2 separate regions of the Gossypium arboreum genome follow, and region 2 is linked to region 1. A link is a contact called in public Hi-C data. All regions are on one chromosome and are shown on one strand. The core of a region is the stretch at or near the end of the contact, and the rest is flanking DNA. Distances in the headings are between cores, read along the strand shown.

Region 1 (5,653 bases), core at 2,003-4,502:
TTGTAAAATAATAATAGAGAAAACTGGTTTAATCACTAATTTCATCGATTTTTAACTCAATTCAACTAATTTTGAATAATTCGCTGGTTAACTAATTTAACTCATCTTTTCAAACCAATATGCCAACCGATTCATGATCTGATCAATTTTATCAGATTCAAATATCATTACTTATTTGTGACATCTAACTTTGTATAATTCATTTTTACTTTTTTTCAATTAAAAACATATTTTTATTTAAACAATATGTATCCAATTAAAAATAGTGTAACACATTAAAATTGCAAATATTACAGAATATAATTACTTATATCATTATAGTTAACTAAACAAATATATATTACAACTTGAATGGGTAGGTAGTGGGGTGCAATGCAATATGTTTAGCTTATTTTTTATTTTATGTTACAATATCGCTACAGTATCTAATCTCATTACCACCATTATTTTTACAGTAATAGCAAGTAAATACACCGTCATCCAAACTCACCCTTAAAAAAGCTAAATAAATATATTAATTTTTTTCAAGCATCATTTCAATCGCTTTAAAATGGGTTTTTTAAACAATATCTCTCTTTTAATATAATTCTTCAAAATTTTCAACTACAAACAATTGTTTTTGCACTTAATTAAGTCTTTAATGTTGAAATATTAACATTTTAATTTTCAAATTTTGAAATTAAAATATTATTAAATTTTTAAATACGTTATAATAACAAAAAAATCTAAATTATAATTTATAAATTAACATAATTTATAAGCATATTACATTTCAAATTAAATAATGTTTTAAACTAATATGAAATACTTTTGAAAATACATAAAATAATTATAAAACAACATCTATAAATTAAAAAATTAAATAGTTTTGAACAAAATATTTTTAAACACATGTTAAAAATGTTAAAATATTTAAAATATTTATTTACATAACGAGCTTTTAAACCGGCGAGAGGAATTAGACAAGGGACCCTATTAATACCTTCTTGTTTTTAATTTATAATGAGGGCCTTTCGACGCTTATGAGGATGGCCTTGAGGGAGGGGTCGATTAAGGGAGCAAAGGAAAAGAAAAGGGGCTCCGTCGGGTTCTCATTTACTGTTTGCTGATGATAGGATATTGTTTGGAGAAGCTAGCGATAGGGGTGCACAAGTTTTGAAATCAATCTTAAGGGAATATGAAAGATGCTCGGGGCAATGCCTCAATTACGATAGTAGCAACACTTCGGAAGAGTCTACGTGAGTTGTTTCCAATATTCTTGGGGGTAGAAATTCAAATAATATGGAAAGATATCTTGGTTTGCCGAATGTTGTGGGGAAAAATAAAAAAAGTTTCTTTTCAGCTTCTAAAGGATCGCATGAGGTAATGGATTGAGAGTTGGAATGGGAGATTCCTTTCTCAAAGAGGTTAGGAAGTGTTTATTAAAGTTGTTTTACAAGCAATACCCACTTACACTATGGCCTGTTCTTTACTTCCAAAGTCTTTGTGTGTGGAATCAGTTAGCATAATGAATCAATTTTGGTGGGAAAAAGGACAAGGGCGAAAATGGTTGGGAACAACTTTGCAATCTTAAGGAGAATGGGGGTATGAGATTCCGTAGTTTATCCAAATTTAATGTTGCGTTATTAGCTAAACAAGGCTGGTGTATTCTTAATTATCCAGATTCATTATTAATGAAAGTTCTAAAGGCTAAGTACATTCCAACTGAGTTAGGACAACTACCTTCATATATCTGGAAGAGTGTATGGGCAGCTAAAGGATTGCTAAAGACTGGGATTTGTTGGAGGGTGGGAACGGGCTAGAATATTTAAATTGCTGCTGATGCGTGGCTCCTTTGATCTGTAAGTTAAAAGGCAAAATCAATTAGGAATGACACTGAACTCAATAAAGTGGTGGATCTTATTGATAAACAAAAGAGAGAATGGAATTTTGACTTAATTTATTCTACCTTCTCTAGAGAAGAGGCAAATAGAATTGTGCGAATTCCCGTAGCAATGGAACCTCATACGGACTTCATGGTATGGAAGGGAGAGGCCTCTGGGGAATTCTCTGTGCGAAGTGCTTACAAATTTTTACATGGCTTTCTTCCTAATTATTTAAAGACTGAGGCTAATTTATTTTACAAAAATTTGTGGGATATTCATATTCCAGGGAAAATTAAAATCCTAATCTGGAAAATTTCTTGGAATTTTATTCATCATTTTGTTAATCTTCGGTGTAAGAGATTGCTATCGGTGGTAGTATGTCCCAAATGTGGAGTAACTGCTGAAAACATTAATTATATCTTCAGAGAATGCCCAATGACGCAAGAAGTTTGGATTAATTTGAATCTGGAATGGGTATTAACGGATTTGATTTTGTTCCACTGGGAGAGACTTACCTGAGTGTTCAAGAATAGTTCCAGCATTCAATGTCGAGTATTTTGTTGCCCTTTGTGGGCGATCTGAAAGGACAAAAACAAAGGATTACACGAGGCAAAGAAAGGTACGGGCCCAGAAGTTGCTACATGGATAAACAGATATATTAAGGAACTGGAGGGGTGTGAGGTTCGGGATTTTACCACGAGGCACAAGTCTATGTGTTGGTGCCCACCAGTTGGTTCCATTGCCTCCAAGCAGTGGTTATGGGAAAACAGATAGGGTTCACATTAGTTATCATCGAATGAGACTCAGTATCAATAAAAAAAAAGTAAATTAGATAAGACTGATAAATCGGTGATTGGGGGTATAATACAGAACATTCAGCAGCAAAAGTAATCTTTTCACCAAATAACCTTTCAACATACATACAGATCTACAAATCTTATGGCTCATAACTTAGCTAAAGAGGCAATGAAAGAAGATTTGCGAGCATACCTGATCAGAAGGGTCCCTGAGCAAGAAACATCGGAGGTGAATTTGTGGAGAAGAAGAGAACCTGACTGAGGGTTGTTCGATAGGTGGTATTTGCGTAGAAAGAAAAAAGGGAAAGTGGGATAGTTGATGGGTTTGGAAATCGCTTTTTTAGGGACTAGAATCGGTGCATTAATTACGGATATGCTAATTGGATTCTAGCTGTGATCAGACTGGAAGTTTATATTAATTTTCTGTTTAGTTTTTTTAATTTGTTTGTTTTGGTGCATGTTTTAAGTTTATTTAATATTATTAATTTAGACACGAATCAGTCTGTAAATTGTAGGGGTAAAAAAAGACTAGTTATTTATATATAAATCCAGGAGACCCAAATCCATAAAACCCGTTTTCAGAACCGGATCCTGGGACAGCTCTCACTATGACCCGAATCAAGATTCGACCCATGGGCCATGCTTGCCGACAAAACCAGTAAAATACCCAACGGAAGATCCATTTGACAAACTTAGGGAGCCCACGGCAATGGCAGCATTCCCCCAAACAATTGCTTGCTTGCTTGCCTGCTGCAACAAGTCATTTAATTTTGACGATTTTCATTTCATCTTTTCTGATGGAAGATTCCAATTTGCCTACGCTTGTTCGACTCAGCATCGGTAAAATTCTCTGCTTTTCAAGTAATCTCTACATAATCTTTCATCAATTCCCAGCCAGTTGCTTAATTTAGTAAAAAGTTAAAAGACTTTTCGATCGGTTCATTAATAAACAAGAAAACCCCAAAATTTTCTCTTAGCTCTTCAGCTTTGATTAATGGTTTAAGTTAAACACCTTTGTTTGATTTTCTGAATTGGGCATTTTCTGAATCAGGAACCTGATGTACGTACATGTGAACTTGCTGCATTTGCTTTTCTGGGTGTCACTTATCTTTTAAGTTTTAGTTGTTTTTGATGTAAAAAGATTGTGGAGTTGAATTTTGTAACTAATTTAGTTTTAGTTTAAATTTAAAGCTATAGCTTCATTTGAATGAAAATTTGATGTGCAGGAGGGAAGAAATTTTGTACTACCATTGATACATTAACTCGGCGTGAGCCAGATTCTATGCTGGCTGCTGTGTTTAGCAGTCGACATACAGTGTATCAGGACTCTGAGAAGGTATATACTGTTCTTTTCCTTTGCGTACACATACCATTATTGTTATGTGGACTTACGAGTAATATTCTGCAGTTTCCTTTGCATTCTTAGGGGATGTATCTTTGTTTTCGTTGGGAAATGTGGCTGAAAAAGAAGTTCAGCCTTTTCTATTTGTTTCTGTTTGGTGCGATATACTTTTTCTAATTTCGGCATAAAGATTTCTGTTTACTTGAAGGATTTGATTTTCACCTTTGCAGTAGTTTAGATACAGGTGTTGTGTATGTTATATTTATCATGCATGATAGGCTTGAAGCTAGTTATATTATTTGTCTAACAAATTATTAAGAATCAGTAAATCGTATTGTATTGTATTCGATTCACGTAATAACAGTTCATATCAGATTTCAGAAAATTTCAAGGTCTTGATGTTACTTTCACTTTCCAGAAAAGACATTGACCACAAAATGCAAGTGGTAATTATAGTTTTTTATTGACTAAACCTTACGTATTATTGCAGGCATTTGATTAGATCATGATAACATACTACTGATAGCACTGAACTTTTGGTTCTTGATAGTTATGTTTCTTTGAGTAGCAATGCAAACTTATTTTGTTTTCCACCAGCACATTATTTATTTACAGTAAACCTCAAAAGGAGGATAAGGGAAATAAGATATATGTGCTTTTCATATCAATTTTTGTGAAGCGACTTTGTTTGAGTGCAGATAGTCATATTCCTCAATACTCTTGCAGGGATATGTCTTTGTTGACAGAGATGGAAAGCATTTCAGGCATATTCTAAACTGGTTAAGGGATGGCGTTGTACCGACATTGACAGATTCTGAATATTCAGAGCTTATACGAGAGGCAGAATATTACCAGCTACTCGTAAGTCATATTGTTATGGGAAACATCAACAGCTATTTGACAGAAACCAAGTTCTTAATTCATATATTTAATGTGCAATTCTAATAATTCTCAATGATTTAAGATCACTGCACTGTTGGGTCACTGAATGCCTTACCAAATACAGTGATCTATATAGATCACAATGGTTTATGCGTTGACCACCCCTTGCCCACTGTCACCTTATAGTTTTGGTCATAGGCCGTTGTTTGAGAGTGGTGCTTGTTATTTGCAGCCCATGGTATGATCTCTTGAAATTTTGTTCAGTGACGGTATTATGTGATATGATTCAGGGATTAATAGAAGGAGTCAGTTCTGTTCTTAATAAGAGGAAGGAAGATGAAAAGTCTCCAGCAGAATTGACGCGTACCGATATCATCAAGTGCATACAGTCTGAACGAGTTAAATTTCGAGGAGTTAACCTTTCTTGCCTTGATCTCTCTAAATTGGTAAATAATTTCTGACCCCAAATTTTTGACAAAATCTTGTGGGAAACTCATATTTTCGAGAAGTAGAATCCTTGTTCGCAGGAAGCGAGACCCGGTCTCATTGGTCTTCTGTTTGTAGCTTTTGTGCATGCCTCTTGGATCTAATACTAGTTTTCTCATTTTCGCTGATCCATGATGATGGTGGTTATTTGTGGCATTTTCTTTTGGATTGTTGTATGTGTGTGTGAGTTTTAGTTTTAATCTGAATGTTTGATGTCTCTTTATTATCATTTGATCCCCTGTGGTTCAACTTCAAGTCTAATGAAGAAGCAGAAGTAATGT
Region 2 (5,653 bases), core at 2,068-4,567, 140 kb after region 1:
AAACTTGTTGATATGAGAGAAATATACTTAATAGTCATTTATGTAATAAAAAAATGACGTTATAATAAATTTTAATTTAATAAAAATTTAATGATGACAACAATTAAACTTTCATTTTAATTAAAAATAAAAGAATAAAATAAAAATAGAATTAAACTTTAAAATGCACACAAAATATTTGTATATAAATTGGAAGTAAATTATTTAGATCTAGTACACATACATTGTAAGTAAAAGAAATGAAAAAATATATAATATAATATTTTATATTATTTTGAATAATTTTAGATAAAATTAAATATAATAATTTAAATATTTCTTTTTATTAAAAAAAGTAAATAGATTAAAATTATTTACATATATAATAGGAGGAAGCAAAAAAAAAAAATTATTAGGGTCAGAATTGAACTATAAATTTTTATGAAGTTAAAGTGTAATATTATCTTGTATTGACTTATAATTCCATGAATTTTTAAAGGGCTAAATAGATATCTTTTTATTTTAAGGAGCAAAGTATAATTTTACCAAATTTATCAATAATATAGAGACTAAGAGGACAAATTTTCCATTGGGTCTATATATAATTAACGAGGATTTTATTTTAATTACTGATTAAAAATATATTTTTAGTGTAATGAAGGGTGTCAACTATAGTGAAAACTTTTAAAATGAGAACTATGAGAACCAAAATGATCTTAGTTAGAGCTGATCATGGGCCGGGCCACCAGACTAGGCCCGAAGGCCGGCCCAAAAAATGGGAGGGCTTGGGAAAAAATACAGGCCCGAAAAATGGGTTTGGACAAAAAAACGAGGCCCGTTTAGAAAACGGGTAGAGCCTCGGGCAAGATTTTTTTTGCTCAGGCCTGGCCCGACCTAAATTATATAATAATTTATATAATATTTTATTTTTAATCATTTTAAATTTTTAATATAACCACTTTTTATTATATTTTCAATTTGTGTATTGTTTTAAGAATTGTTTTAATATCATTTTTTATTTATTTTAATATTTATTTTCATGTTTTTAAATGTATTTGATTTATTATATTTAAAATTTTTTATTTAATAAAATAAGCTAAAAAATTTTGATATGGGCCGGGCCAAGTCGAGCTCAGGCTTAGCAATTTTATTTTGGGCCAGACTTGGACAATTTTTAAGCCTATATTTTGAGCTGAGTTGGACCTGAGCCTAGAAAATGGGCCTAAAATTTTGTTTGGGCCTGGCCTGGCCCATGATCAGCTCTAATCTTAGTCATTAGATCAAAATAAATGATTCTAAGCCTTAAATTTTGTAATTTATCTTACCTTATTAAAATAAAACCTAACAACACTTAATATTTCCATTCTCTTTTTCTCTTCATGAGTAATTAAAGTCTTGGATGAAGAAATTTGGATACTTTTTACTTTAAAATTTAGTTTTTCTTGGAGAAAAAATGGAAAGGAAAACAAGAGATCAAGGCTATTAAGATTAATAAATTTGGGTATTAAGTTTTTGTTTATTTATTGAAAAACTACATGTTAAAAAGAAAAACGAAGGGAAAGATTGAGCATTGTTGGTTTTATTTTAATAAAGTAAGATAAATATAAAATCTAAAATTTAGAGCCATTTATTTTGATTTAATAATTAAAATCATTTTGATTATTATAATTAGAGATATTTAAAATTTTAAGTTTAAGTTTCAACATGTATAATTATTATTTATATATATATATATTTATACTGAATTTAAATTTCATGTAAGTTTTATTTCTACATATATTCTAATTACTAATTAAAAAAATCTTATCCACATTTCATCAATCATTTAGTATACAGAAAGTAAAAGAAAAAAAGAAAGGAAGTGTGAGCCCACGAGAATATGTGACTCCTATTTTTATACACTTTAGAATAAAACCATTAAACAAAAATGATTTTTATGTGGTATGGATTTTACTTAATCTATCAATTTAATAGATTTAATTAAATATTAAAATATAACAAGTATTTGATAATAAATATCTTTAATTTACTGAAACTGAATTTACTATAAAATTAAGAATAAAATTCCTTAAATTTTATAATATTTTATCTGAAAATATTTAAAGATTAAACTCGATATTCATATTAATAAAAGATTTAATAACACTTTTTTAACACATGGCGTAATTCAATACAACATTTTGTTTTTATAATTGGAGGTGAGGAGTGGGGTTACTTAAGATCAAACCTAAGCTTTTACGACTACAACATAATACTTTTGTTATTAGGTAAAGAGGTGAGTATATGGTCGGATTAAGTTAAACCAAATGAAAAATTTCAAGTTAGTCAAATTGACGAGTTTTATTTAATCATTCTAACTTGATTATAAACTTTTCTTAATCAAGTTAAATCGAATAAATTTGTTTAAGTTAAATTCAAAAATTAAACCGACCATAAATCTTCTTGGTAATATTATTAGATTCCAACTTAAAGATCATGTATACCATATATATTTAAAACTCTTTTAAAATAAATTAAGAGAAAAAAAGATAATTAATATGATAAGCTTGATTTGACAATTTACTTGTTTAAGGCCTCAACATTATCATTTGGGATTTTAAAAAAATATAATTTAGCATTCTTACATATTTTTAAGGTTTTTTAGTAATTTTATTTTTTAATATATATTTATAAATTTTGGAAAAATTATAAATATTTTGAATTTTATAATTATTTTGAGAGAAACTAATTTACTCATTTTCAAAACTATCAAGGTCACAAAAGATATTTACATCAAATTGATATTTAAATTGTAAAATTCAACTCGAATCAAATTTAAAAATAAAATTACTTATTCCAGTTGATTTGAAAAAAAAACTCTATTTAATAAACTTAAACTTCAAAAAACATTTTTCAAATTAAATTAGATTTTGCTTACCGTTAACTCAAATGTGACTCTCATATTATTCTACTATATGTGCCCAACTTTTGATTAAAATTTCAGCATTAACTAAAAATAAAGACAAATTATTAGGTTATTTTAATAATGTTTGAATCAAATAGATTAGTTGAATTTTGGAAAAAATAAAAAATAAATTAATCTACGAGTTAGTACAAATTAATTGAATTAAACTTAAAATAAGTTGAATTCAAAATAGAATCAAAATTTATATGATTTTACCACTATACTCCAACTAAAAACTAAGCTGAAAAATGAAATAAAAAAAATCCAAGTAAGACGAGAATACGTGTTTCGTTGAAAACAATCCCACGCGAAAATCAAGAAAGAGGCGCGCGTAGGCTTTAGTTTACATTTTCCATTTTCATGATAAAAAACTAAAAAAAGAAAATAAAAATCTGGGATTTTTTTGGGGAATTGAAATGGAGCGGCCACCATATTTTTGGCTATAAAAGGGCAGCACCTCCGCTCTCACAAATCGTGCCTCTTCTTCCTCTCTCTCTATATCTAAAGGGTTCTTTAGATTTTCTTACCAGTTCCTTCTATTAAGGTGCTGTTCGGCTCCTCTTTTAACTCATGGCTGCTCTGTTATTATTCAATTTAATTAATTCTAATTAATCATTTAAACTTGCCAAAAATTTGAAGTTGAATCAAATTTTTTCCTTTAAAACATTTAAAGATTTGTGTCTCCCTATGCTGAGATCTACTGTCAATTGTCAGCTTTCCTACTTTCCCTGATGATTTTCTTTCTGGGTTTTCATTAATATGATTTGAACTTCCCATTTATTACTTGGGTTTTGTACAAAACATTACTAAAATTGGACTTTCGATTGAGATCTGCTGATGTGTGCCAGCATTTGAACTATACCCGTCGGTTTTCATTCTGGGTTTCCCTTGATATGGTTTAAAAATTCCATTTTCGAAAAAAAGAAAAAAGAAAAAAGTCTTGCTTAAATCTACTAGAAAGTATAAGCTTTGATCAGCCTCTTTTTTGCTGTCTATCCAACTTGGGTTTTTGGAATCATTAAAGAATTTGTCTATTTTTTTTGGTCAGATCTATTGGTTAGTTTTAGTATTTGATCTGTTTCCTCAGCGTATCTTTCTGTTTTGTCCGTCTTGAAAGCAATTGAATTAGATCCATTCTTTTTGTCATGGAAGTTATAGATCTAGAGACTGTTACCATTAGTTTCTTGCTATAGATCTAAAGCGAAGTAAGCTTTGGATCTATCAGTCCATGCTGCATTGCAGGTTTATCATGGATTTGAGCTTTGATTCTATTGAATTTTCAGTTCAGGGATATAGATAAGACATATAAATTTATAATCTTTTTAGATTTGAATTCTATATAATAAAGCTGAATTTGTCTGTTTATTTTAAATGATTCAGAAAATGGCCTCCCACATTGTTGGATATCCCCGTATGGGACCAAAGAGAGAGCTTAAGTTTGCTTTGGAATCCTTCTGGGATAAGAAGAGCAGTGCCGAGGATTTGCAAAAGGTTGCTGCTGATCTCAGGTCATCCATCTGGAAACAGATGTCTGATGCTGGGATCAAGTACATCCCCAGCAATACTTTCTCTTACTATGACCAGGTGCTCGATGCCACATCCATGCTCGGAGCTGTTCCACCTAGATACGGCTGGAGTGGTGGTGAGATCGGATTTGACACTTACTTCTCCATGGCCAGAGGAAATGCCTCTGTCCCTGCAATGGAAATGACTAAGTGGTTTGACACCAACTAGTAAGTTGCCATCATTGGTCTTCATTACCTTATTGACTGATTGCCGAGTTTTATGATACTAAAACTTAAAGTGTACTCTATTTGTTGTTTCAGCCACTTCATTGTTCCTGAATTGGGACCTGATGTTAACTTCTCTTATGCATCTCACAAGGCAGTGGATGAGTACAAGGAAGCTAAGGCGGTATGTTCCCCGAATCTGTATATATATACACTTGATAACAAAGTGGATTTTGGTTTTTCATGTATTCTAATGCTAATAGCTTAGGAAATTAGAACAGTTAGCCTAGTAGGATTTATAAGTTCAAATGCAGTAAAAAAATGGTTGTCTGAATTTGGGATTAGATTCAAGTAATAGTTCATAGCTCTCTAAGAGTTAATTTTTTGAGAATGCTCGAGTGAGATTCGGAGTAGTGATTACTTAGACCTGCTTGATTGTATGCTATGTTTTTCTAGTTCTTATTTGTTGATATTAGTCTTATCATGAAACTTGGGTGCTGATTATCTGTTCCACATGCAGCTTGGAGTTAACACAGTCCCGGTCCTTATCGGCCCTGTCTCATACTTGTTGCTCTCTAAACCTGCAAAGGGTGTTGATAAGACCTTTTCTCTTCTCTCCCTCCTCCCCAAAATCCTCCCTATCTACAAGTAAGAGTTGTTTCTTTTTATGTCTTCAAGTTATTATTGATTTAACTGCTCTGATTTGCCATTATTAACATGGAATCTCTTTACAGGGAAGTTATATCTGACCTTAAGGCAGCTGGTGCTTCCTGGATTCAGTTTGATGAACCGACCCTTGTCTTGGATCTTGACTCTCACAAATTGCAAGCATTCACAGCTGCTTATGATGATTTGGAATCCTCTCTCTCTGGCTTGAATGTATTGATCGAGACCTACTTTGCTGATCTTACTGCTGAGGCATACAAGACACTCATTGGGTTGAAGGGTGTCACTGCTTATGGTTTGGATTTGGTTCGTGGAGCCCAGACTCTTGATTTGG

Evidence for each region. Hi-C and Micro-C count contacts between places; a contact is called where the count stands out from the background.
Region 2: a contact with region 1 is called in a Hi-C map of leaf, with 4 times the contacts expected there. The contact joins the promoter of LOC108463815 here to the promoter of LOC108461877 in region 1. A contact is called at or near these places in 2 of 5 Hi-C or Micro-C datasets (both in leaf).

What each region holds. Positions count from the first base shown.
Region 1 is chr13:118,772,047-118,777,699 of ASM2569848v2, forward strand. It overlaps LOC108461877 (FH protein interacting protein FIP2-like), which reads left to right and starts at 3,253. Exons shown (of 11, transcript XM_017761849.2): 1 at 3,253-3,502; 2 at 3,889-3,998; 3 at 4,731-4,865; 4 at 5,177-5,332. The coding sequence starts at 3,460. LOC108461535 (a long non-coding RNA gene) reads right to left here and starts at 3,069. Exons shown (of 5, transcript XR_001867780.2): 1 at 2,856-3,069; 2 at 2,561-2,608; 3 at 2,381-2,443; 4 at 1,949-2,265; 5 at 1,646-1,839.
Region 2 is chr13:118,911,904-118,917,556 of ASM2569848v2, forward strand. It overlaps LOC108463815 (5-methyltetrahydropteroyltriglutamate--homocysteine methyltransferase-like), which reads left to right and starts at 3,318. Exons shown (of 12, transcript XM_017763746.2): 1 at 3,318-3,467; 2 at 4,304-4,656; 3 at 4,750-4,837; 4 at 5,174-5,301; 5 at 5,388-5,653. The coding sequence starts at 4,307.